Linked DNA regions of Capsicum annuum: region 2 is linked to region 1. The links are chromatin contacts, called in public Hi-C maps. All regions are on one chromosome and are shown on one strand. The core of a region is the stretch at or near the end of the contact, and the rest is flanking DNA. Distances in the headings are between cores, read along the strand shown.

Region 1 (6,440 bases), core at 1,098-3,597:
AATTCTTATTCTCAACAATCATTTTTCTTAACCTCATCCACCTTGAAAATTTTTAATTTGAGTTAAACACAACCAACAATTATTGTATGAGGCACCACATATTTTTTGACAAATATTTTGTGGGTTCCATTTTGTCTTTCAATGTTGTTCTCCCCTCATTTCGTGATATTTCTTTTGTTTCGTTTTTGCACTTCACTAATTTACCTCCTTTTTCTTTATTCTTAACAATACTTTTCTATTTTATATTCTTTCCATTTTATTTACTTGATTTCTATACTCAATATTTCAATTTATTTATCTATTTTCATAAATCAAGAGTATTTATTAATTTTTTTTTTTCATATTACCATTAGCATTAACTAAGTATAGTATTTTCTTCGTATAATCACTGTTAACCTGACACACAAATTAAAAAATAATAAATAATAAAGATAATGATACTATATCACTTTTTGAATATAATTAATTTATTGCTTTAAAAAATGCATATCATTTAATTTATAAATTAAACAAGTATTTTAGACATCTCAAAATTAAAAAATGAACAAGTAAAAATAAACGTAGGAAGACAAGGTGTAATGTTTTAGACTTTCATAACTTAAAATTTTATGATAAGTGCAACATCAATATAACAATTAAATTCTATATTACAAATAAAAAAATAAAATATTAATATGTATCGTAAAATCTATATATATTACTTAATTTTTAAAAGAATTTATCAAATTTTAATTTATTTTTTTATAAATACCTCTATCTACAAATATACCATGTTTGCATTTTACTATTTTTATGGACACTTTTTATTAAGGGGCTCAACGATTAATCGAAAAGAAAGATTCAACTAAGTTATTGATCAATTTCTTGATAGGGGTATAAAAGAATTTAGGAAAGTATTGAGATATTTCTTTTGTTTCATTTTACTTGGCTTCTTGATTTGACTGATTCCTTTTAAAAAATAATTAAAAATATATAATCAAATTAACTTTATTGATGATGTTTAAAACTCTAAATTTGACTACTTCTCCTTTGCCCAACAATGTCTCTATAATAATATGTCTAACAATATTTATACAGTTTGAAAATTAATGGATAATTTACTTATTTTTATACATTTTACCATTGATATTAATAACATTCATTATTTGAAGCATTTTTTAAAGCAATAAATTAATCATATTCAAAAGGTGATATGGTATCATTATTTTTATTATTTATTATTTTTAAATTTGTGTGTCAAGTTAACAGTGAACAAGTATTATTAGACGGAGAAAATACTATACTTAGTTAATGCTAATAGTAGTATGAAAAAAAAACACTCTTGATTTATGAAAATAGATAAGCAAATTGAAATATTTAGTACAGAAATCAAGTAAATAAAACGGAAAGAATATAAAATAGAAAAGTATGGTTAAGAATAAAGAAAGAGGAGGTAAATTAGTGAAGTGCAAGAACGAAACAAAAGAAATATGAGGAAATGAGGAAAAAACAACATTGAATGACAAAATGGGACCACAAAATATTTGTCAAAAAATAAGTGGTGCCTCATACAATTATTGTTGGTTGTGTTTAACCCAAATTAAAATTTTTCATCAAGCTTTACTTTGTCTATTTACGCCAAACTTAAACTTTATTGATTTATTTTATTTAATCTTCAATTCTCAACAGTCATTTTTCTTAACCTCTCTGCAATTGATTTGGTTTAGTTAGTTCGTAATGAAGGTATTAGAAACTAAAGGCACTTTGACAAATGATCTTTTCTCCCAAAGTGACTCACAGTAGCTATCAATTTATTTTTAGTAAGGAGTCCGCACAATATTCTTCATTTTCAAATTCAAAGCAAATATTATCCAAACGTCTAAATCAACGAAAAAACATTTCATCTCCTCACCAACAACTGAAAAAGAGTACAATAAAATCCTTTATTTTTCATCAAATGTTGGAGTTTGAATCCGGAGAACAAAAATATCCTTATATGAAGTGCTTTCTCTTCTGATAATTCTTATCCAATGTGTATTGAATTAATGGTAGCTCCAAATGAATAGCAAATATCAAGTGACAAATCGAAAGAAAAGATAAAGGTCAAAGAAATATTTGAGCTATTACTTCTCTGGAGTTTCATACATGAATTATCATTATTTGCGTATTAAAATATATTTTAATTATTAGTTATATTTTTTTTATTTGAATAATGGTAATAATTTAAAGTAAAAAAAAAATAATTAAATATTAATATATGAATAATAGATAGGTGATGATAATTTAAATAGAAAGACAATAATTGAGGTGTCAAAAAAGGATAGTTCAGATTGTTTTTTTTTTAAATGTAGTTGAGACCATAGAAAGGACAAGAAAGAAAGAAAAGAGGGGAATGGTTAAAGAAGAAATAAAGCATAACTTCAAATAATGTCACTCCTCCCAAAATCTTTTTCATCATCTCTCACTCTCTCCCCTTTTCTATACTTAGTCCCTAAGACTTGTCAATTTCTAATATTCATTTCACAATCTACAACATATTAAACAAGATCCAAAACCCAACGCAACCCGAGTTTCTATCTTTCAAATGGATCAAGATTCACCTCCTTATTACATCTCCAAAAACAAGAAACCAAATTGTGAATTAGTTGCAACTAATCATGCAGATTCATGTAAGTTTTATAACATGTTTTCCTTTAAAACTATGTTGGTTGTGATACTTGTAGTTGCACTTCCATTTTTTCCATTGGGAACTCCTGAAATCATCAGCCAAACTCTGAATACAGGAAATTGGGAACTTGTTCAGCTTATTTTAGTTGGTATAGCTGTTTCTTATGGCTTATTCAGCAAAAAGAGTGATGATGAGATAGAAAATGAATATTTATATAGTTCAAAGTTTAATAATGTTCAATCTAGATTACTTGAAGTTTCATCTTTTTTTTATGATGAGGCTGAAAAACATGATGAGTGTGATGAAAATAGAGTTCAGACTTGGAATAATTGTCAGTATTACAGTGGTAAGCCAATAGTAGTTGTTGCTAAAGAAATTGCTAGTTCAAGAAGTGTTGAAAAGCCTTTGCTTTTGCCAATTAGGAGTTTGAAATCACCTGTGATTGAGCCTATCTCGACCACTACTACTTCACCAAAATCCATGATTTCATCTCCAAGAAAGTTGTCCACTTCACTTTCCTTTTCATCAGAATCTAATCAAGCCAAGATTGAACAATTTGATCACAAAATTGTGAGGAAAAAAAGTTTTAACAAATCCTCTGATTCACAACCACCATCACCACCTCCTCTTCCACCGTCCCCGATTGTTAAAAAATCTACTCTTTTGAAACCAAGCTCTATTGTAATGGTGGACAAGGGTTCTTTTGATAAGGAACCGAGGAGAAGAACTAGGAGTGTGCCATTTGAATTGAGCTCGTACAAGGGAAAGTCTGTTCGAACAATTAGGCCATTCATTGGGGCTGCAAGAGCCAGAGTATATGCGAAGGATGTCATAAATGGAAAGGCAGAGGAAAGGAACAAGGAAGTTGAAGAAACCTTTGTCGATAAATGGATACACGAGGAGTGCCATTATGCATCAGAACCAGCATTGATGGAGTTTTCAGAGGAAGAGAAGAAAACGTTGTCTCTTGAGAAGGTAGTAGTGGAAACTGATGAGGACTCAGACGATTACATTGAAGAAAGCTCGAAAGATGTAGATGTAGCAGGTAAGAAGGAGAGTAATACGGCAACTGATGGTGGTCCGGATAATGTAGACAAGAAGGCTGATGAGTTCATAGCTAAATTCAGGGAGCAAATCAGGCTTCAGAGAATTAAATCCGTTAGAACATCGGCTGGACAGCCTGCTAAAAAGCTACTCCAGTAAAATATTCTTGTTCAAGACACAGGTGGTACTATTAGTTTTGTGTAGTTATGGTAAGGGAGTTTGTCTTATTGTGAAGAGTCTTCCATCGACCCTTTTAAGCGACGGATGGTCTCTTTATATGGATTGAATTAGGCTCAAGTGTTGTGTGTTACAATTGTTATCTTTAATTGCCATTAGAAAAAGTCGTATGGTTAGCTAGTATTCGCTTGGGACTACAGATTTGTCTTGTCTGGTCTTTTTATACCCCCTTTTCAGTTTGTAATTCTAGACTGAGATTTCTAGTATAAAGGGATTTTAATATTAAAGTTGTAATTAGTCACTTCTACCTGCGCCAGTAGTTGATTACTACCATGAGGTTCATTATGATTATTGCTGTGGCTAATGGCATGTCATGATAGGAAAAAGAGCACTTTTGATTAGCCAGGTTATGTTAGTTAACATGGTATTGTGCTTGTGTTCTTCCAAATGTCTGATGTTCAGAGGTTAACAAGTAGTTCATATATTCTGTTATATATTACCACCATTAATTCTTCGTTTATGATCATTATGCCTTCTTATTTCAGTTCTCCAATTGACAAATTGTTGTGACATGTGATTAACTACTTTAGGCCTTTAGGATGGTTGTTCATATATAAATGAAACTTGCAAGACTTGGCTTTTTAAGGCTCAAAATATTTAGTGTCACACAGTGACTTCAATGCTAAATGCTACTTAATATGTAACAACACCATATCGTATTTACTAAAAATAGATGGTCAAATTAATTTTTATTTTAGAAAATCAAGATATATTATTTCACATAAATTGAAACGGATGGAAGGAGTAACTACTAAGAAGAAGAAATCATGTGAGATGGATGTAAACCTTATTCTTGTTGTCCAAATATGTCTATATCCTAAATTGAATGTCCACAAAGCAGATCAAGTACACACTTCCAAATTGGACTTAAATTGGGATTTTCCCATGATTGCGGTTTCCTCGAACGAAAGCCCAAGAAGTTTGAGATTAGGCCAGGTTAGCATTATTAATTCAGTCAGTATCTCAACCCAGACATCCATCTCTTATTAAGTTGTTTAAGTGTATCTAAGGATGTCAAATTAATGGGTTCAACCGAATTTGAAAAGCTTTAAATCATTAATAGATTTTTAAAGTTGTCCGCATGTTTTACTTAGGCATCTCAACTAGGAGTTGTACCTATTAGACATTCCATCTTAAAAAATATATACCTATTAAGCACCTTGTGCTGACGTGGCACAAGTAATGAAATACACTTGCTATTGAGTGCGTGAATTTGTTTTCTTCTTCATTGTTATATTTATCTTCTTTTTTAAATATTAAGTGATAATAGGTGTGGATTCAGAATTTTTAGTGAGGGTTCAGTAGTACATATACGGACTAGTCGAAAGGATTCAACCTCTATTATTTATACATAAAAAAAAATTTTACCATGTAAAAATAATATAATTTTTCGACGAATGGGGTTCGGATGAACCCCTGAAATACATGTACATCCATCACTGAGTGATAATATACTCAAATATTACCACAACTTTTTTTTTTAAAATATTATTTTCTTCATCTTTATATTTATATTCATTTAAGAAAAAAAAATTCCGGCCACTTCTTTTCGGACACCAGTTCGCCACCTTTTTTATCCACCTTAATCTCAATCCATCTAGAAATTTTCAATTCAACAACATCAAGAAATGTTAAGAAAAATGAAAAGTTACTGATTATATAAGAGAACTTTGATGGAGCCTTGATCATAAGTTCTATAAAGAAAATTTGGTTCAATTGTTGCAATTTGCATCTACACCGTTTTGATATTTGCCTACTTCACAATAAGACATGTTTGGCATTTTTTCCCCCAAAAGTAGAAAAATAAGTCTTTATAGGATATTTTTTTTCAGGAGAAGAAAAAGAAGGAAGAAACAAGAAAATTGAAGAAAAAGGGCCAGGTAGTAAAATGCTATTTTTCATTTACTAAAATAAAAGAACATTTAAAAAAATATTAATTTCATCATACAAGTTTAAAAAAATTACTCTTCAATTTTTTTTATTTATATAACGAATCTAAAGTATCACATTATCCATCATGAAGGTTATTATCACAAAAAATTGATTAAAAAATATGTTAAAGAAGTCGATAATGAAAAGAAAAAAAAAATTAAGAGGGAAAGCTTGATGGGTGGTCAACAATGGTGGTTTTGGGAGAAGAAGGAAGATTGTTTGCGGGGCCGGGGGGTAGGGTGTCGTATTTTTTTTTTTTGGGCTGACTTTTTTTTTAGAATTAATTAAATAGATTTAAAGATATTTCTTCTTCCTTTTTAAACTCCAAAATCATTTTTTATAATTATTTTGGTCATGAATGCCACTTGACATTATTTAATTGGTTATTTTTTCGCGTCATCTGCGTGTGCACGACACACACTTTAATTTTTGACTTATTGTCAGTGAAATATTAAATAGGTACATATTTATTAATATTAGAGTGTCTAATAGGTATAAGTTCTAATTGAGGTGTCTAAATAAAATATGCGGACAACTTTAAGGATCTATCGATAATTTAAGTCAATTTAAAAATATCAAA
Region 2 (6,052 bases), core at 1,459-3,958, 100 kb after region 1:
GTCTGAGTACTCTTGTGGTATGACCCTTCTTCAGACCCTGCACAAAGTGGCAGATTCAACGTTTCAAACTTGAAACCTTAAGGTGAATTTTGAATACCCTCAACCACTAAGTCAACCTCTAATTTTATGTTCGGGAGGTTCAAAATCCGTAAATGTATATAAATATTTCAAAAAATACAATATATATATACAATATAATCTTTTGTTGAGGGGATTCAGGTTGGTATTCTTTAGTCCACCCCTGCCTGCGCATAACGACACATTTAGAGATGGTTCTAATGTTTTTACATTATAAATGGGTGATTTTGAACTGGGGAAATATAGGAAAGTGAAAGGAAATTAGTTCGAGACAGAAAAATACATTAAGAAAATGATGAAATAGGAGACAACTTTTAAGATTTGTTTTCCGACAAAACATGATTTGACAGGTAATTTTAATTATTCAATTTATTCCAGATTTTCATGTGTATGGTGCACATGATTATTGTAAATATTTACTTATTAGTTAATACATGAAAAAATAACCCTAAACTTGACATCAAATTATAAGTTTGATCTTAAATTTTGATATTGCACAAATATGACCTTTAACTATTCAAAACTGCACAAATATGACCTGCAATCCAACGTGGCAAAATGCGTGTTCAACACGCAAAACTGGACGCGTCTAACTTAAAATCTAAGGGTATAATACATAAATATGACCTTAAACTTTGACAGTGAACAAATATGACCTTTAACTATTCAAAACTGCACAAATATGACCTTTAAATGACTCTTCACTATTATTTTTTCATTATTTTCTGCTCAAAGATGAAAATGACATCTAATTTCTTTTATCATTTCAGAAAAAGAGCAATTTTGAAGATTTATTAATTAGGCGGGTCAGTCTCATATGAAAAAATCAAACGGGTATATATATATCTATTATAAAGCAGATTACGAATTTAAGTTATATAATATATCTAAATATTATTTATTTAAATATTAAATTAAAGATGAAACTATACTAATAATAAAAAAATTATAGTTTTAATAAAATGTTATTAAATTAATGTTATTAAGGATAGTAGTAGTAGTATATTAAATTAACGTTATCAAATTAACGTAATTAAAATGTTATTAAATTAACGTTATTAAATTAACGAGGGGCGGACCTACGTGGCTGCCATGGGTTCACCCGAACCCCCTCGGTAAAAAATTACGTTGTATATATATAAGATAGAAAATGTATATTTATGTACGTATATTAATGTTGAACCACATGAAACAAGGCACTTAGATAGCCTAGTGGTGTTATTTGCTCTTCTTGGGCGCTTCCTTCAGCCTAATGTGCGGGTTCAATCCCTGCTAGTGGCTGATTTTTTTTTAATTAAAAAAAAGCTAGGTTCTGCTTCTATAGAAATAAATAAAATAATAATAATAATAATAATTTTTTAAAATTAACAAAAAGTTAGGTGCTGCTACTATAGAAATAAATAAATAAATAATAATAATAACAATAACAATAATAATAATAATAATAATAATAATAATAATAATAATAATAATAATAAAAAGGACGTCGTTTTAACACAAAACGTAAAACTTTGATAGTGTATAAATATGACCTTTAACTATTCAAAACTGCACAAATATGACCCTTCTCCAAGTCAAGCCCTTTTAATGGCGTGGCACCGTACGATTGAATTACCTTTCCACGTAGGCGCGAGTGAGACTCACGCATGGGGTTACAAAATCGAAGGTCATATTTGTTCAGGTTTTGAATAGTTAAAAGTTCTATTTGTGTAGTATCAAAGTTTAAGGTCAAAGTTATAATTTGATGTCAAGTTTAGGATTATTTATTAACTCTTTACTTATTCAACAAATCTCTCGCTGTCTTATCATTAAAATTAATTAAGTTGGCACTTACCAATTCTATTCTAGCTAGGTTAGGAATAGCTAACTTTTTATAAACACTCATCATTCTCGTAACTATCCAAGTTTCCAAAAGCACAAACAGACATGAATTAAATATCCACTTATGTAAATGTTTCTTATTTGATTATGTTCTTGAGCCGTGCTAATTACGTAGAAGGTAAAAGAATGATATAAAAGGCATTATCATATAATTATATATATGAGTAGATCGTGATTATATATATATATATGGACCTACTGATATAATCATAATGATTTAGTTGATTTAGTTTTTGAAACAAATGTATAACTTCGCCATCTTTGTCAAATACTCCCCTGTTTCAATTTATTTGATCCATTTTTCTTTTTAGTTCGTCTCAGAAAATATGATCATTTTCTTTTTTAGCAACTCATTAATTAGTTATAACTTTTTCATACAACATATTTAATATCACAAGATTAAAGAGTATCATGACGTATTTAATATATTCATAATGTAAGATCTCAAAATTTAATTTTTTTTTTTTTTTAAATTCAATGTCAAGTTAATACAGGTAAATTAATTTGAAACAGAATACTATTTTCCTTTTGACTAAACTAAAGTGGTCACTTGGTGGACAAAGACTAAAGGGGCAAATAAATGAAATCCCCCATATACTATGTCTCGAAATTAAAGGAATTTCATTTCTTATATTTATTTATTAATCAAGTTGCATAATTAGATAATTATATGTACATTCTGAGCATGGAGGTTCATGTGGATCCTACATGGCATACCATCATTCCTTAACAGCCCCATATTCACATGTAGCATACGTGGAACCCACACGTTCAGTCAAACTAACCCCTGGATCTGGTCAATGGTCAGCCTCAAATAATTATTCTCTCCACAATCATTTCATCATTGCATAGTCATTATTTTATAGTTCCTTCCTTCATTATATATCTGTCAATACAATTTGTTTTACACAAATCAAATTATTATATGGTTAAAAGAGCTTTACTCTCAAATCTTACATGCTTAAAGAGTTTTGATCGTTAGGTTACTTCAATGGGGAGAAAGTTTCTTAAGGAGACTAGAGCATGCTATCATAAGATAAAAGTTTAATATTATTTTGAAATTTTTATATGTCCAAGATTTAATATTAAAATAATTTTAGCGATTCTAATTTCAGATATTGCTCGTATTGGTAAATCAATAATTTAAAATATTTCGATTTAATTGTTCAATTCTACACAAGGTACTAAGTAAATTAATTATACTTATTCGATTTAATAAAATGATTTTGTTGTATTCAAACTAATACAAAGTTTTGTCTTCAGTAGGTGGACTAATCATTAAGAGGTCACAAAAATTCGAATTGTAGGATTTCGAGTTTGAATCTCAGCCATATTCTATCTAATAATTGTTCAACTAAGTTTAAAAACGGTTTAATAATCTTGAAATCTCAAAGTTATTGATCATTTTCAATCAAACTTATGAATGAAATTTATACAGCACTAGCTTATGGTAAATAATCGTAAATGCTGCTACTTCACAGTCATGAATTAAATATGAAAAAAGCAAACCATATATACTTTTAATGTATGGATTTAACATAATTAATATTATTTATTAACGATAATAGGTTACTTACTACTCCCTCAGTCCCATTTACTTGTCCCAAATTTCCTAATTTGATTTCTCATTTTACTTGTCATTTTTCACAAATAAAAAAAAGACAAATCTTTTTTATGTTTTACTCTTTACATTAATTACTTTTTCTTCAAATTAAAATATAAATATTATTTAATAAGACTACTATAATAAACTAGTCATATTTTTTCTTAATTAATCTATCAAGATAAATTGAAACAAGTAAAATGGAACGGGGAGTATCACAAAATAAGAACTTCGATTCCTCGAAACTTTTTTCTTTATTGTAACTTTTCACTTGTGCTGAAGTTCCATCCCAACCGTTGATCAGGAATAAAATTTAACTGTCAGCCGTTGATGCCCGCACGTGCAACCATTGGAGGAGGACCTGGAGCTTGTCGGTGGGCCAGCTTTGCTTGGATATTCGTGTCATTATTGGGCCTCACATATCTGGCCCATGTGACCAGCTTAGCTGGTTAACATGTGATTAACCGTTAATCGAATCTCTTAATACTTCATAATCTCATTGCTAATGTCAATTTTTTAAAATTATTTTTACGGGAAAGTTACACATTTGACCGGAAAGTAAGAAAATATTTACATTCAATAGTCAAATATATCAAAGATATACACTGTTATACATAATAAATATGTACATATTTTGTATATTAAAACATATTTGTGGACTATTATTTTGATGGATGAATTTACTACGTAATGATTCCTTTTCAAATTAATAAAATAGACCCAACTTGTTGGAAAAGATAAAAGATCAAAAAGCCCAATTTGAGGTGTAGGGTTGCACGTGTGGTGAGTATGGAGAATATCTGTAATGCATATGTATGTTTGCCATACTCTATGCAGTTACAAACTTATCCTCAGTCAAATCAGTACCATAAAGCTTAAATTGGGATAATAAGTTAGAGTAGACAAGAGGACAGATAGGTAATATTACAAGAGATGCTTGGTTGTGCAGCTAATATAATGTTATACATTAAGGTTGTTAAAGAATGAATTATTGCAGAAGACAGCATAGACTTCATCATTTAATAAAATGTATGTATTTTATGAGATTGTGGGCTTAATTAATTATACTATATACTTTACCTAATCATATATTATTGCTTCAAATGATGAGAAGTCTCAATTATCAAATACTAGTAACATTTGACATGTCTTTCGCAATTCTATTAGCACCTACTCATTAATTTTGTGAGTCCCCACAATAAAATTTTGAGCCGCCTAACAATTGATCATTTGATTTCAAAATCTCGTTTTCAAAAAAAAGTGCAATATAATACATAGTGAAATTTCATAATTAATATTCGAAGAGGGTAAAATGTATTCAGATTTTATGTAAGTATGAAAAGAGCTCAGGTATATGATATATCTAAGAAACAAAGGATCCATTGAGTTTATGTTTCCTGATGGGTACATTACCTTGGGCCATTTGTATGGTATGAATAGTAGGTTGCATATTTTGGGCCAATTAAACATTCTGGCTTCTGCCCAAACAGACGCTAGGGAATTGCATTGTATAGCCCCCAACAGTGGGTGACTTTAGATTTTGATTTTTAAAAAATGATACTCTATAGCATTTTTTAAAATAAATAGTTCAAGTTTGATATCTTTTCAAAAAGTGGTCAGTCGGGTATACTATTTCCACTTTATAGTTATTTCCTAATTTGGGTCATTTTGACCCACCTAGTTCTGATACAGTTTATATACAATACCGATATAGTCCATATACAATAGTGATATAATTTTCAACTTGGGTCATTCGGTTCTTTTAAAAATATTTCAGTTTATTTTTTTGCTATAAATTTTTTAAAGGAAAACTTCAGAAATAGCAACTGTAGAGCCTTAATTATAACTTTTATATCAACAGTTTCAAAATTACGAAAAATAGCAATATGTATTCTATATTTTAGTAAAAGATTGCTATATAAATACATATACGAATAGGTATCCATTCCTTATTTAACCCTAATCAGTTAGAGTTAAATAAGGGATGAAACTGTTCCTTAATTTATGCCACATTTAATTAAATAGATTCATTTACCTTATATGACTCTTTTATTTTTACCTCAACCATTAATTTACATCAACATAATTCAAATTTAAAAAACGTTTTTCATAAACAACAACTCAAAGCAAATTAAAAAAAAATAGAGTGCTTCTAATATTATTGATCAATGTCTGAAATTTCTGAAGAAAAATTAAAAATACAACGCTACAATTACATGTATCGATAAATAAATTTGGTTTTGTTTGTGAATTTCATAAAATATAATTGCGAAAATTTTTGGAAAATTAATAACAAGTCTGCGTAACAGTCATGAAGTTCAAATTTTGAGATCGTATTTTGAAAAAAATTTTCAACGATTTTTTTTTTGGCAAAATGATCTTCTGGACCCCTGTACTAGGTCGGTTTTGTAAGTTGGACACTCTACTTACATGTTTGTCATCTGGACCCCTGAACCCACTAAAAAACAACATTTTAAACATATTTTGGGA

The links. Hi-C and Micro-C count contacts between places; a contact is called where the count stands out from the background.
Region 2: a contact with region 1 is called in a Hi-C map of placenta, with 4 times the contacts expected there. The contact joins the enhancer-like site here to the promoter of LOC107872941 in region 1. A contact is called at or near these places in 2 of 5 Hi-C or Micro-C datasets (leaf and placenta).

The regions. Positions count from the first base shown.
Region 1 is chr6:179,644,463-179,650,902 of UCD10Xv1.1, forward strand. LOC107872941 reads left to right here and starts at 2,348. Exons shown (of 1, transcript XM_016719624.2): 1 at 2,348-4,210. The coding sequence starts at 2,564. The coding sequence ends at 3,850.
Region 2 is chr6:179,743,998-179,750,049 of UCD10Xv1.1, forward strand. No RefSeq gene overlaps it. Among protein-coding and RNA genes, the nearest start is that of LOC107872935, 25 kb to the left of the region's middle. Within about 2 kb of position 2,709, at least 2 of the 5 cell types and tissues checked have an H3K27ac peak or open chromatin away from gene starts, as enhancers often do.